2 separate regions of the Arabidopsis thaliana genome follow, and region 2 is linked to region 1. A link is a contact called in public capture Hi-C data. All regions are on one chromosome and are shown on one strand. The core of a region is the stretch at or near the end of the contact, and the rest is flanking DNA. Distances in the headings are between cores, read along the strand shown.

Region 1 (6,106 bases), core at 1,860-4,359:
AAATTTTAATTTTTAGTAATACAACATTATTGTTTATAAATTAATATTTGGTAATTCAGAAAAACTGTACACCAAAAGTTTAATTAAGTGAAGACGAATACATTTTATGTGGCCAAATTACATGTTACGTAGAGTCGTAGTCATTGGCGGAGGCAGAATTTTTGTTTACGGGAGTCATTTATATGTAACTCTATATATTTATTTATATTGAACAATATATCCAAAGTATAAATTGTTGTTTTATATTTTTTCAAAAATATTAAATTTTGTCATCTAAAATAAACCTTAATATACTTTTTTCGATCAGAATGTATAGTATAATTTAGAGATTAATTATTGTTGTGTTTATCTTGATTCATGATTTTTTAAAAATAGATGTTAAAAACAATATTAAAAAGAATATAGGAAAAAATTATAACAGGATATCTCAAAATAAGGAGAAAAATGTATATGAAAGATTTTACAGATTTAATCCAACAAAAATGGAAAAAACAAACTAAGGTTATATGGAAAATGAATATGTATGGGGTCAAATACAGAAATCCATCATATGGCATGGGGGTCATTCTAGAAACTTAACATTAAATATGTACCTATCAATACATAAACTTACCTTATAATGAAAATTTTATAAATTTTATGGGGGTCAACTGACCCCCCTCCTTCTACACTACCTCCGCCACTCGTAGACCCCAATTAGCAAGCCTCTTTAACATATTTTCTTTATTCGTTTGTTTTTATGTATTTAATATATTACTGAATCTTATCTTATTTGTTTGGACAGATATTGTTTTTACACTCGAGATATTGTTTCCTGATAAGAGTTCTACTTTATTTAGTTTGTATATAGATTTCAACTAATTATAAATGTAATGATGTTCCCAAAAGATGAAGATAAAGAAAGGAAACAAATTGATACGATCATTAGAAACCAATAGATGTTTTTGAAAATGTAAGCATGTTATAAACAAATATCAATGTATTCATTTCAGGTGAAGCATCATTTGCGGGTAATTTAAGAATATGGTATTAAGGATATCAATCATCTCCTTGATTGATTCCAATCATATCTTCCATGTTTGTAATATTGTATATACTCATATTGATTATAAGTGTGCTCAGCAAGTCTCTCTTGTGTATATATATTGTAAATCGTTGAATGGAATAAATCAATCACTTCTATAAACCTTTATATGGTATTTCTATAAACCTTTATATATGGAGGAGGCAATCTCATTTGGTCATTGGATCTATTCAGAAATCTATATGTAAAAACATATAGGTTAGTGGATCAGAATATTTACATTTTGGTTATTGGATATGCATATTTAACTACTGATCCAAAAATTTAATTGAAGTTACTTCATAATAGAGCACCTTGTTTTGGCCTATTATGTTAAAATGAAAGTAGTAGATAATAGTTTGGATGGACAAAACTTTCTGCTATTGTTTGATAATCATTAATCACATGTTAATAACAAAACCTAGTTTTGCCGTAGTTTGTTAAAATGCAAGTAGTAAATAAGAGATTCAAAGTACAAAACTTTAGCTGTTTCAAACATAAGGTTTAGATTTAACCATATATCTTTAGAAACCGTAAACTTTTGAAAAACAAAGTTTAGCTTTTTTTAATATAAGGTTTTAGAATCTGGAAAAAGGAAAACAGTAAAATAACACTTATTTCGAGTTGTTATTAAGAACATAGAATATAATCAAATCAATGCAACAGTAATTTCTTCTCCTCAAAACAATTTGAGTAACACCAACACGCTTGAATTAGGAGCTATAAAATGAGTAAGAAAGGTATAGATGTCGTTTGCTAGCTTAATGAGTCTTGAAGAGGGTATTAGACATCCTATATTTATAGGAAAAGAGTTCGGCTACGGTTACAACCTATTAGATCTAAAGAATATGCTTGCGAATCAATCTTTTGAATATATATTTTAGGTAAATTCTTCATTTGTGAGCTAATGAATATCCTGTTTATGTAGAATTTGGATTCTTTTGGTAACTGATTGATAACAAATTTAGAAATCACCTTAACTATTGGGATACGATTGTTTTAATAATATCTTCTTAATTTTGGTTTTATGGTATTATTTTCCAGATTGCCAGGATCAAACCAATGATCGTTGTGAACTTAAGTAATAATAAATTGTTATGTTTTCAACCGTCCAGATCGATCCATAGGATCCGCGTGCCGATCCAAAAATTAAACCCAGGATCCGCGTGTATTTCCGAACCAGTCGCCCAAGATCCATGGGTATTTTACGTTGGAAGTTATGATTTTACCCTTGAACGCTTATTTTCATTTACTCATAGATTATAATTTTGCCAATGGCATTCTATGTAATATTTTACACTTTATAGGGTTATTTAATATCCAGTGATTCCCAATTAATAGTTAGGATGTTGAAACTTTTGGATGGTGGCAAATAAAGCTAGAAATGCTACTCTTAATAAGCTGATATTTATATTCCTTTTTCCATCAGAATCTATCTCTTCCAACAAAAACTTAGTCCGTGAAGTGAATTTATTCGGACTGGATAGATTTAAGATGTTGAAAACATAGTTTATTATATGAACATAAGGATTATGAGCAAGAAGGTTGGCATAAAGACCACGCTTAATGTTCGGAACATTTACATAGTATATACACTGTACACATAGACCATAGTTTTCAGACTCGTCGATGTTATCTTATTCTCGATCACGATCGCCATAGTTTAGGTATGTGACATACATGTAAACAACATGTGAATAACAAATGCTGATTTGGTTTGATTCGAGCCTTTTTTACTTCAATTAATCTGGTGATGGTTGCTTGATGATTCAGTTGAAGATGCAACCTCTGAAGGAGTTTCTGTACTAAGTCAAAGTACCTCACAAAGTAGTTTAAGAAAACAGAGCATCGTGGAGCAAACAAATGGAAATTCGTAAAGTCAGTTTATGGCGGTTGGCTTGGAGTCTAGAAGCTTGGAGAAGATTCTAGAAGACTGAAGAGTTTCTTTTTCATAGGAGGAAGATTCTCAACCAAGCTATCGAGCGGTCATCTGAAATCCTGGCGGATGTGAAGTTCATTAAAGAGAAGCGTTATTCTACTACGTCTTTTTGGATGTTTTGTGAATCTTCTTCTGTTTGCATCTATGAATTTTGTTTTGAACTATAGCAAGCTAGTTATTTTTTCATCTCAATTTTATTGAAATTAGATGTTTCTGATAATTTTCAGGCTTCTTTTTTCTAATGAGAATTGAGAGTGCAAAATTGTAGGCAAAGTCCCAAAAATTGTTGAATGGGACGAAACAATCCGTGTGATGATAGGTGCTATGCTATAGTTTGATTAATGTTATAGCGGGACAATAAAAGAAAAAATAGAAAGACAATCATCTTCATAATTTACTGTAAGAATTTATTTTTTTGGTTGATTACAAGATTGATATCCCCATTTTAGAGTTGATTCATTGATTGACCAGGAGGCTAAATGGTGGAATATAAACCGAAAAAATTCAAGATCTAATTGAGTAGGAAAATATACTCTTAATTCTGACTAGCTCGTAGCTGAGACAAAGAGTCTAGAATAGTGACTCAGTTCCATCAGCACATGTGGTGTTCCCAACGAATTCCGTATTCACGAATTTAGACTTTCTATTATGGAGAGTTCGAAATCAAGATGGAACAAGGGAACATAGTGGTTTCTACCCTTGGTTAGCTTGGTATAACTCGAAAGCGAGGAACGATAACAATACTAAATATGTAGAAACCAGATCCTTGACAAAATATTTTGTGATTGCGAGATGAACTCAAAGCGTGGATGCGAGTCCAAGATTAGGTGTAGCAGAGTACATTGGTGAAGGCATGGGAGTCGTTCCAGAGCTTATCATCCCTTCTATGTTTTGAACTCCCTTGTTCTTTGTTTTCAAGTTGATGGTTCATGGAAAACCAAAACAAAAATGTGCAGCCAGTTTGGTTTTAATTTGATGGCTTCAACCAGATTCATCTAATTGGTTTGAAAGGATTTCAAATATATTTCATGTCTTTACACTAAGAACTCCTGACACTACACTACTTTTGGTAGCGCGGTATGCGGAATGATTTATTTCGAAACTGATTGCAGCGGATTTAGTAAGATGATTAACCCTTTTTCGCTATAAGATTTAATCTACACTGCAATAAACAAAGACCCGATTATCTTGCCGGTTCGACAAAACATCGAGCAATTCTGTCCTCGTTTGCAAACTCGTTGCGGATTGGTTGCACCACTAAGCAATCTTATTCCATGATGGTTAGTAATCTAGTATGTTAGCTGTAACTGTATGAATGAGTTTTAAAAACACTGTAATACACATCTTGAAAATACTTTACTATAATCAAACAACATGAAATCAAAGTCATTTCACTAATATCATAAAGAATATATGTTTTCATTAATTCTTTTTAACTTTCTTCATTATTGTACAAAAATTTTATATTACACCTACATCCATTTATCAAATAATATACTTTTCAACATGACATCCATCTAAATTCAAGCTAAGATCATCTTTCGAATTTTTCGATCAGATCATTGCCGTTAAGCAAATATAAAACAAATCAGGAGCAAACCTTATTGTTCTTCCTTAGGTATGCATGTGCACCTCTTCTGTTCTTCTGTTAACTCCTATATTATCCACACCAAAATAAACCAACTCATAACTCTTTTTACTATATACTGTTGACTAATCATTTTTAATTCATCTATTGGGTTCCTCTAAAAGGTTTTGTGTGTATATATATTAACTTAGATAATTTACCTGGATCTGCCTTTGAAGAACTTTCACGTATTCTACTGCTTCTTCTAACATGTCTGCAGTGTTGGTTTGCTGCAACAAAGACAAAAAAGTTAACCGATATACTCAAAGCCTAGATTCCAAATCTCCATATATACCAAAACCAAAAGTTTTCCTCAGTTTGTTCATAATCTATAGAGAGGAAACCAAGTTCATACTTATTTGATCGAGGTGACAACAATTCAAGTCCATATCAAGATCCATTCCACAGTTTGTGAATTACTTAGTTACAGAGCTGAGAACCGTGTCTCTGAAGTTGCATCACAACCATTAACAGTCATATTTAATTTGACCTCTAACTTCTACACTTGATTTAAGCATAGATAATCTTTGACCTATTTCTAGTCAATATAATTGTGTAACCGAGGTCATCAGATTATACCTAAGCTGAAAATTATATTACCTTGTCCATGTTAGGTACAAGCTCTTGTAGCTTCCTTATCCGATCACTAATCCGCGTCCTTCGTACCTACACAATGAAAGGTAAAGATAAATATACACTGACCAGAACAGAACAATCCTCTGTTCAATGAAGCATACAGTGCATCATTAAACATCCGTAAATTGAAAGTAAAGATATAAGTTGTATCACTAAACTTCAATGTATAAAGTTAAGAGAACCTTGATCACTACACTTCCAAAACATTGAAAATAAAGATTGAATGTTGTTTACCCTCTCGGCAATGCTGCGGGGATGAGTTGCGCAACCACGTTTAGCCCGAACCCTAAAAGCAACAGAGTCCTCCATAAGGTTCTCCATGTTCATATCCGACATGCTTGATACTCCGGTAGGAACTTGACCGCTGCTTTGCTCTCCTTTCTACTTACAGAAAAAAATTCCAAAAAGCGCAAATCAGCACTAATACCTTAATCAACACATAGGTAACACATATGTTCCCAAAATTTTGATCAAGTGTAGTTACTTAATACTAAGTAGACCAATGTACCAAAAGGTGTGGAGAATCAATACATTTGTACACATTAACCACCGAAGTATGTATCATCATGTGGACTTATGGTCTTCTAAACACTTTACCCATAGGAGCATTCTTTAATGTTCACATTGACACATTAAAGCCACAGAGCCAACAACAAAAACTGCCATTTTTTTTTTTTTGAGTTAAAATAGAAACTGCAACTTGCTTAGTTTGGTTCAGAAAAACACAAGTTGTCAATTTTAAGACAAGACTGGTCTTTTCAATCTCGAGAACTTGGTCAGCAAATTAACTAAAACAAGTAATAAGTCAGTTAAGTTCATCCTATTTTTGGCAAGTATAAGA
Region 2 (6,106 bases), core at 1,950-4,449, 110 kb before region 1:
GCCTTCTGCTTCTAAGGTTCCCATTGATATCAGATTCCTTGAAATTTCTGGAATGTATCTAACTCCCTGAAGAACAATGCTTGTTCCATCTTTCTTGACAAATCTCACGCTGCCTATTCCTTTGACCTCAGAGTAAGAATTATTAGCCATTCTAACCTTCCCTGACTTAGCCTTTTCAAAGTTTATCAGATACTCCTTTCTTGGTGTCATGTGGAATGAACACCCAGTATCCATAATCCATTCTTCCTGATCGTTTTTATCCTCACTAATGTTTACTTCTGAGGCAACTAAACCGACCAAGTCTTGAGCATCATCCTTTACCAGTGCTGTTTCTCCTGCACTATTTCCTTTATTCTTCTCAAGCCACTTGTAACATTGTCTTTTGAAGTGTCCTTCCTTTCCACATATCCAACAGACTTTCTTGCCCTCTGTTGACTTATTTCCCACTCCTCCAGCTTGAGATTTACCTCGGACGTATAGACCTTCACCTACTGGTCTTGATCCTCCTGAACTATCCCTTAGTTCCAGTTCTTTAGACTTCGCAGCGCTTATGACCTCATCCAATTTGATGCCTTCTCTCCCATACTTCAGAGTTTCCTTGAGCATGTCATAACTGTCAGGTAGGGCACTAAGTATCAAGATCGCTTGAACTTCATCAGGAACCTGAATCTGAAGGTTACTCAAGTCTGAGATCATCTTTAGAAACTCATCAACATTTTCTTCGAGAGTCTTTGAATCCTGCATTCTGTAATTATAGACTTTAAGTTGCAGGTAGACTCGATTTGGGAGAGACTTTACCAAATACAATCTATCGAGTGTTGCCCATGCCTCAGCTGCAGTCTTTGAGTTCTCGATGTTCCTGAGAACCTTATCACCGACGTTTATGAAGATCATATCCATCGCTTTCTCGTCTCGATCTATTCTTGCCTTCTCTTCATCGATCCTTTGTTTTTTCTTTGCAGGATCTGATTCTTCTTCATCTTTCAGAGGAGGTAACTGTTCTTGTTCCACTAGAGCGTCTTTTAACCCCATCACTCTTAGATGAGAGAACATCCGAGTCTTCCATAGTGAGAAGTCACCGGATCCATCAAACTGAGAAATCTTTAACTTCGTACTCGACATCTTTGATTCGATCTTACCTTCTTGAGCTAAACCTTTAGCTCTGATACCAATTTGTGAACCTTGAACCTTCAGAAATTGGATCGATTTCAGGTTCTGACTTGATTTGAGATCGGATTCAAAGAAAAAACGTAAAAGAGACGCACGGGAATTTATCGAGTTCAGGCTCCGATGTGGAACCCTACGTCTCGCCGGAGATGTCTCCGGAATTCACTAAAAACACTTAGCTCAAACTCGAGCTCTTTCTCTCTACAATTGTTCTCTTCTCTCTCTTACTTCCTTAGCTCGCCTAAAACAGACTTCTGATGTCGCCACCTCCTTAGCTCGCCTAAACCAGACCTGATGTCGCCACCTCCTTAGCTCGCCTAAAACAGACTTCTGAGACCTTCTGATTCTCTTAGAGTGTTTTTTGAGACTTAGCATATAGATCACCAAACTTCAGTTGTCTTACTGTTCCTTATAAGTCTCCCTTTTAGATATATATATATATATATATATCCCGTTTGATCAATTCTAGTTTATTTTTCAGGTCCACTACCGTTTCGGCGTTTCTCATAGAGCTGTCAATGTTAACCAAAGTCCGCAGATCCAGCTTCACATAATCGATGACACATTTTATTTTCTTCACGTAATTCAGTGATTTTTAAAAAATTTATTATTTTGTCAATTTGTTTTAACTACAAAAACAAATATTTTACATTTTAAATATAAGATAGTAATTGTGGAAGTCTTTGACCGAATGATCAAAGATGTAAAGGCTTATACATTATGTATGTAATTTGATTTCCAAAAAATGCAATTTCTTACAATTTGAAGGGGTAAACGTTGTCTGTCATAATTCATATGTATGGTATCAATCTGAGTATTGCAGAGAGGTGAAGTTATTTAACTGTTTATTATAATCGTATTCGTATGTATAGAAATTGATAAGTTGATCATTTATCTGTAATAAAATTAGATCAACTATCTTGATCAAAATATATATCATATATAATAAGACAATGTTTTTTCTAACTTTGTTTACTAATGCAATATTTATCATTAATTGTAGTTTAACTAAAATTATTTACTAATAGATATATGATATATTTAGAAAAATAGTCATTAAAATATGTAAACTACTATATATTAAACTACCATTTTGAGATGAAATTTGGGATCTACTATTGGAAATAAAAATATAATTAATATATCTTTATAATTATTTGTGTTTAATAACTATTTTTAGTATAAGTGAAAATAACTAAATCTATTTTAATATACATTAATTAGAATATTATATTTTTTTTAATTTTATTATATTAGTTTCATCCACGCATAATGGGACTTTCTCTAATATACTATATGATACTAGTTTTGTGATTAAAGAGATGTAAAAAGGTCAAAACATATGTCTGCGTCGAGCTTACCACAGTGGTCCCAACCCAAGCAACTAAGTCGTAATATACTATTCCGTCCGTCCCACTAAGATGAATTTTTTAGAAATTTCACATTCTTTAAGAAATATTGTATAAAGATAATTTTAACCTCTTAATATACTTTAAAAATAATAATAAATATTTATCTAATTAGTAAGGGTAAAACGGGAAAACAGTTTTAAAATTTGCATTGGAAATATAAAACTTCTATCTTTGTGGGACAAATATTTTTTCTAAAAAATTTATCTTTATGGGACAGAAGGAGTAATATATAATTGATTGCTTTCTATTGTCTTTAAGTCGAGGCTACTAAGTCTTAAATGTACAGCTTATAGGCTACTGTTATTAATAACCAGATAACGACATAGTTCCCAACAGGCGAGGTGCTTCACGACTTAAAAGAACAATTGTCTAAGACCACAACCTTTTAAAAGAAAAAATCTATGTGCTAGATTGATAATTATTTGTATTATATGATTAAATCAAATATTAGATATAACATATGATAAACAAATATATTTGATACTAGTTTTGTGATTAGAGCCAAAAAAAAAGTCAAAACATATGTCCACGTCAAACTTAGCACATTATGGTCCCAATCCAAGCAACTAAAAAGTCTTAATATACAGCTTGGTTGCTTTCTATTGTCGCCAACAAGACGGTAACTAGACACAGAGTTCCCAAAGGCCATACTAAAATAAAATAGAAGGCAATGTTTTAATCAAAATTAGGATTATGTATGTAGTTTTTTTTTTCTTCTAAATGCATGACATTAAAATTCTTAGTTTAACAAGAGGGATTGAATGGTTTGCTATCATATTTATAAAGAGAAAGTTGGTAAAAAAAATCGATTATATTATTAGTGTGGTGAACAATTCAGAATTTAGAATAATTTAGCAACTCCTAATCTCTCTAGCAAATTCTGAATCACTTTCTTCAATGTATTCTTCTTCTTCATCTTCTACCCCCAAGTTTGATGTCTTCCTGAGTTTTAGCGTAGAAGCCGAAACTTTAGTCTCGGATCTTCGCAGTTCGTTTTCTGAAAATGGCATTACAATGAAAGATGACGATCTAGAGAAGGGAGTCTCGTCCTTAGGTTCTGAGCGAAGCGAAGGTATCAGGGAGTCAAAAGTCGCTGTTGTGGTGATCTCCCAGAGCTATGCGATCTCTGCTCAGTGCCTGAACGAGCTCCAAACGATAGTAAACTTTCACGATGAACGCCGTATCTCCATTCTGCCCATCTTCTACGGAGTTGATTATGATGATGTAAGAAACCAGATTAAAGAACTCGCAGCGTCCTTCAGAAAGCTTGGTAAAGAATATCCATCTGAGAAGGTTCAAGCATGGATGATTGCTCTTATCAAACTCATCAACATATCCCGCTCAGATTCACGGTACTTTTACAAGATGCTGCTCTATTAGTCTATTTGTGCTTTCAACTTTTTCATAGTTAATCCTTTTGTTTTTTTTAACCACAGAATCCATGACGACGAGACTACGATCGATATGGTTATTACAAGTCAGGTCAAGCAAATTCTATTGGATAAGGATAAGCAGATCAATCTGAAAGCAACCATCTCGCATACTGTCTCAAACAAGCAGATCAATTCATTGACAACAAAAAACGTTGGACTGATCGGGTTGGATCGTCATATGCTAGCACTGAACGAATTGTTGGATTTAAAATCTAACGAGGAAGTTCGCTTGATTGGGATTTGCGGTCAAGGAGGCGTCGGCAAGACCACGCTAGCGAGATATGTGTATGAAGAACTATTCAAAAACTTCCATGCCCATGTGTTTGTAGACAATGCCGGAAAGATTTATAAGCAAGATACCGATGAGTCACATTCACAAAAATCTTTAACATCAAAGGAGATTCAAGAGGGCACTCAAACGGTGACAAGGACTCTGACTGTGGCCTCTGATTTTATCAAATCGACGGTTTCACACCAGAGAAGTTTGCTAGTCGTTGATTGTGTAGATAACATCAAACAGTTAGAGGAAATCGCAAACATTGTCGGCTTGTGTTTTCCTGGAAGCAGAGTCATCCTTGTTACACAGGACAAGAAATTGCTAGATGACTTTGGTGTGGAGCATGTCTACGAGGTCCAGTCTCTGAGATACGATGAAGCTCTTCAAGTCTTCTCTCAATCTGCATTCAACCAGCAACACCCTCCAGCTAGTTTTGAATCACTCTCCTTTCGTGCTGTCCGGGTAGCTGGTTTCCTTCCTCTGCTTCTTAAAATCCTCGGTTCTTCTTTACAAGACAAGGATGGCAAGTATTGGGAGAAGGAACTGCAAAGACTGGAGGGAGGCCAAGAAAAAGCAATTATGGAAGTAATGAAGAAAAGCTGCACAAGAGAAAAAGTCCCTACATTTATCTTTCCTCTAAACTGATGAAATTCTCCACCACAGGGAGATGTTGGTATTCCAAACTCGATCAACAATGCCAACTGATAGATGAGTTGTCATGAATCATGATGTATGATAGAAAGTTTTTGCTATGTAAAATATCTCTCTTATGGTTTTTTGAAATTTTATTGTCTCCATCTCAAGGCTAAGCTAATGAAAGTAGTAACACAAAAGTGCATAACCTGGTAAAGCTTGTTGAGTAGAAGCAGAGCAATGTATAGTAAATAGGAATAGGATTTACGTCGTTGAAGCAAAATTTACAAAGCAGAGATTTTTCCAATGTTTTCTAGAGTTCAGAGTAATCACAAAGATTTCACATGTTCAATCTCTTCGAAGTTCGAACCCTGGTCCTGATTCATCTTCATTTTTTTTTGTATCCATCTCTAGTCTAAAGTAATGAAAGTATGAAACCCTTGTTTATGGGTTCCTGGTACAAAGAGCTAGCAACATGGTAAAACTTGCTCAATAGAAAGCAAAGCAGTTTCGTAAAATTAAAATTAAAAATCTTAAAAGTATTCAAGACAGTCGTGCTCTGTTTTGTAGTAAAGCCCGGTTGTTTAGGAATGATGTCCCATCACTGGTTAATTTTTGGTTTTAGTTCGAAAACACGATAGAACCTAAACAACCAAACCGATTATAAATATATACCTCAAATAGACTCAAACCAAGCCGAAGTTATACTGGATTTGTTTAGTCTTCTTCGTCAAAGTCCTGATCAACAATGCCACTGAACCGGAAATTTGAATCTGGCGTGCCATCTTTTGATCTGCATGCCATTCTTGTAGTGGATAATACCTATTTACCCTTAATGAATTATATCTATTAATTTTAAAAGAAAAATCAAAAACAAAATCTAAATCGAAATCAAAATAATCCCGACCCAACCCAATTAATTCCGACCCAATTCATTTAATTTTGACATTTAACTCCGACGAGATAGGCGATTTCCAATTAACTTCCGACATCGGCAATTTTCGACATTGGCTCCGTCGAGTCTGGAGAAACTTTGTTAGGTCAGCTAATCCAATTCTCCGGCCGTCGATTTCTCCGGTGCTGCATGCTACGTGAGTTGATACTGTTGGATCGAATTCTTTATCGATCTTTGCTGCGGCTACTCTGGAAACGATCCTTCTTTAGTTCGTCCATCTCCTGTAAGT

What was found. Capture Hi-C pulls out chosen DNA fragments and counts their contacts.
Region 2: a contact with region 1 is called in a capture Hi-C map of seedling, with 2.4 times the contacts expected there. The contact joins the promoter of AT4G09420 here to the promoter of AT4G05700 in region 1.

What each region holds. Positions count from the first base shown.
Region 1 is chr4:5,847,998-5,854,103 of TAIR10.1, reverse strand. It overlaps AT4G05700 (a long non-coding RNA gene), which reads right to left and starts at 3,109. Exons shown (of 1, transcript NR_141895.1): 1 at 2,905-3,109. It overlaps FBH2 (basic helix-loop-helix (bHLH) DNA-binding superfamily protein), which reads right to left. Exons shown (of 5, transcript NM_116987.5): 2 at 5,500-5,646; 3 at 5,230-5,295; 4 at 4,791-4,859; 5 at 4,341-4,657. The coding sequence ends at 4,604.
Region 2 is chr4:5,961,147-5,967,252 of TAIR10.1, reverse strand. It overlaps AT4G09420 (Disease resistance protein (TIR-NBS class)), which reads left to right and starts at 3,199. Exons shown (of 2, transcript NM_117010.5): 1 at 3,199-3,931; 2 at 4,016-5,274. The coding sequence starts at 3,477. The coding sequence ends at 4,934. It also overlaps the pseudogene AT4G09425.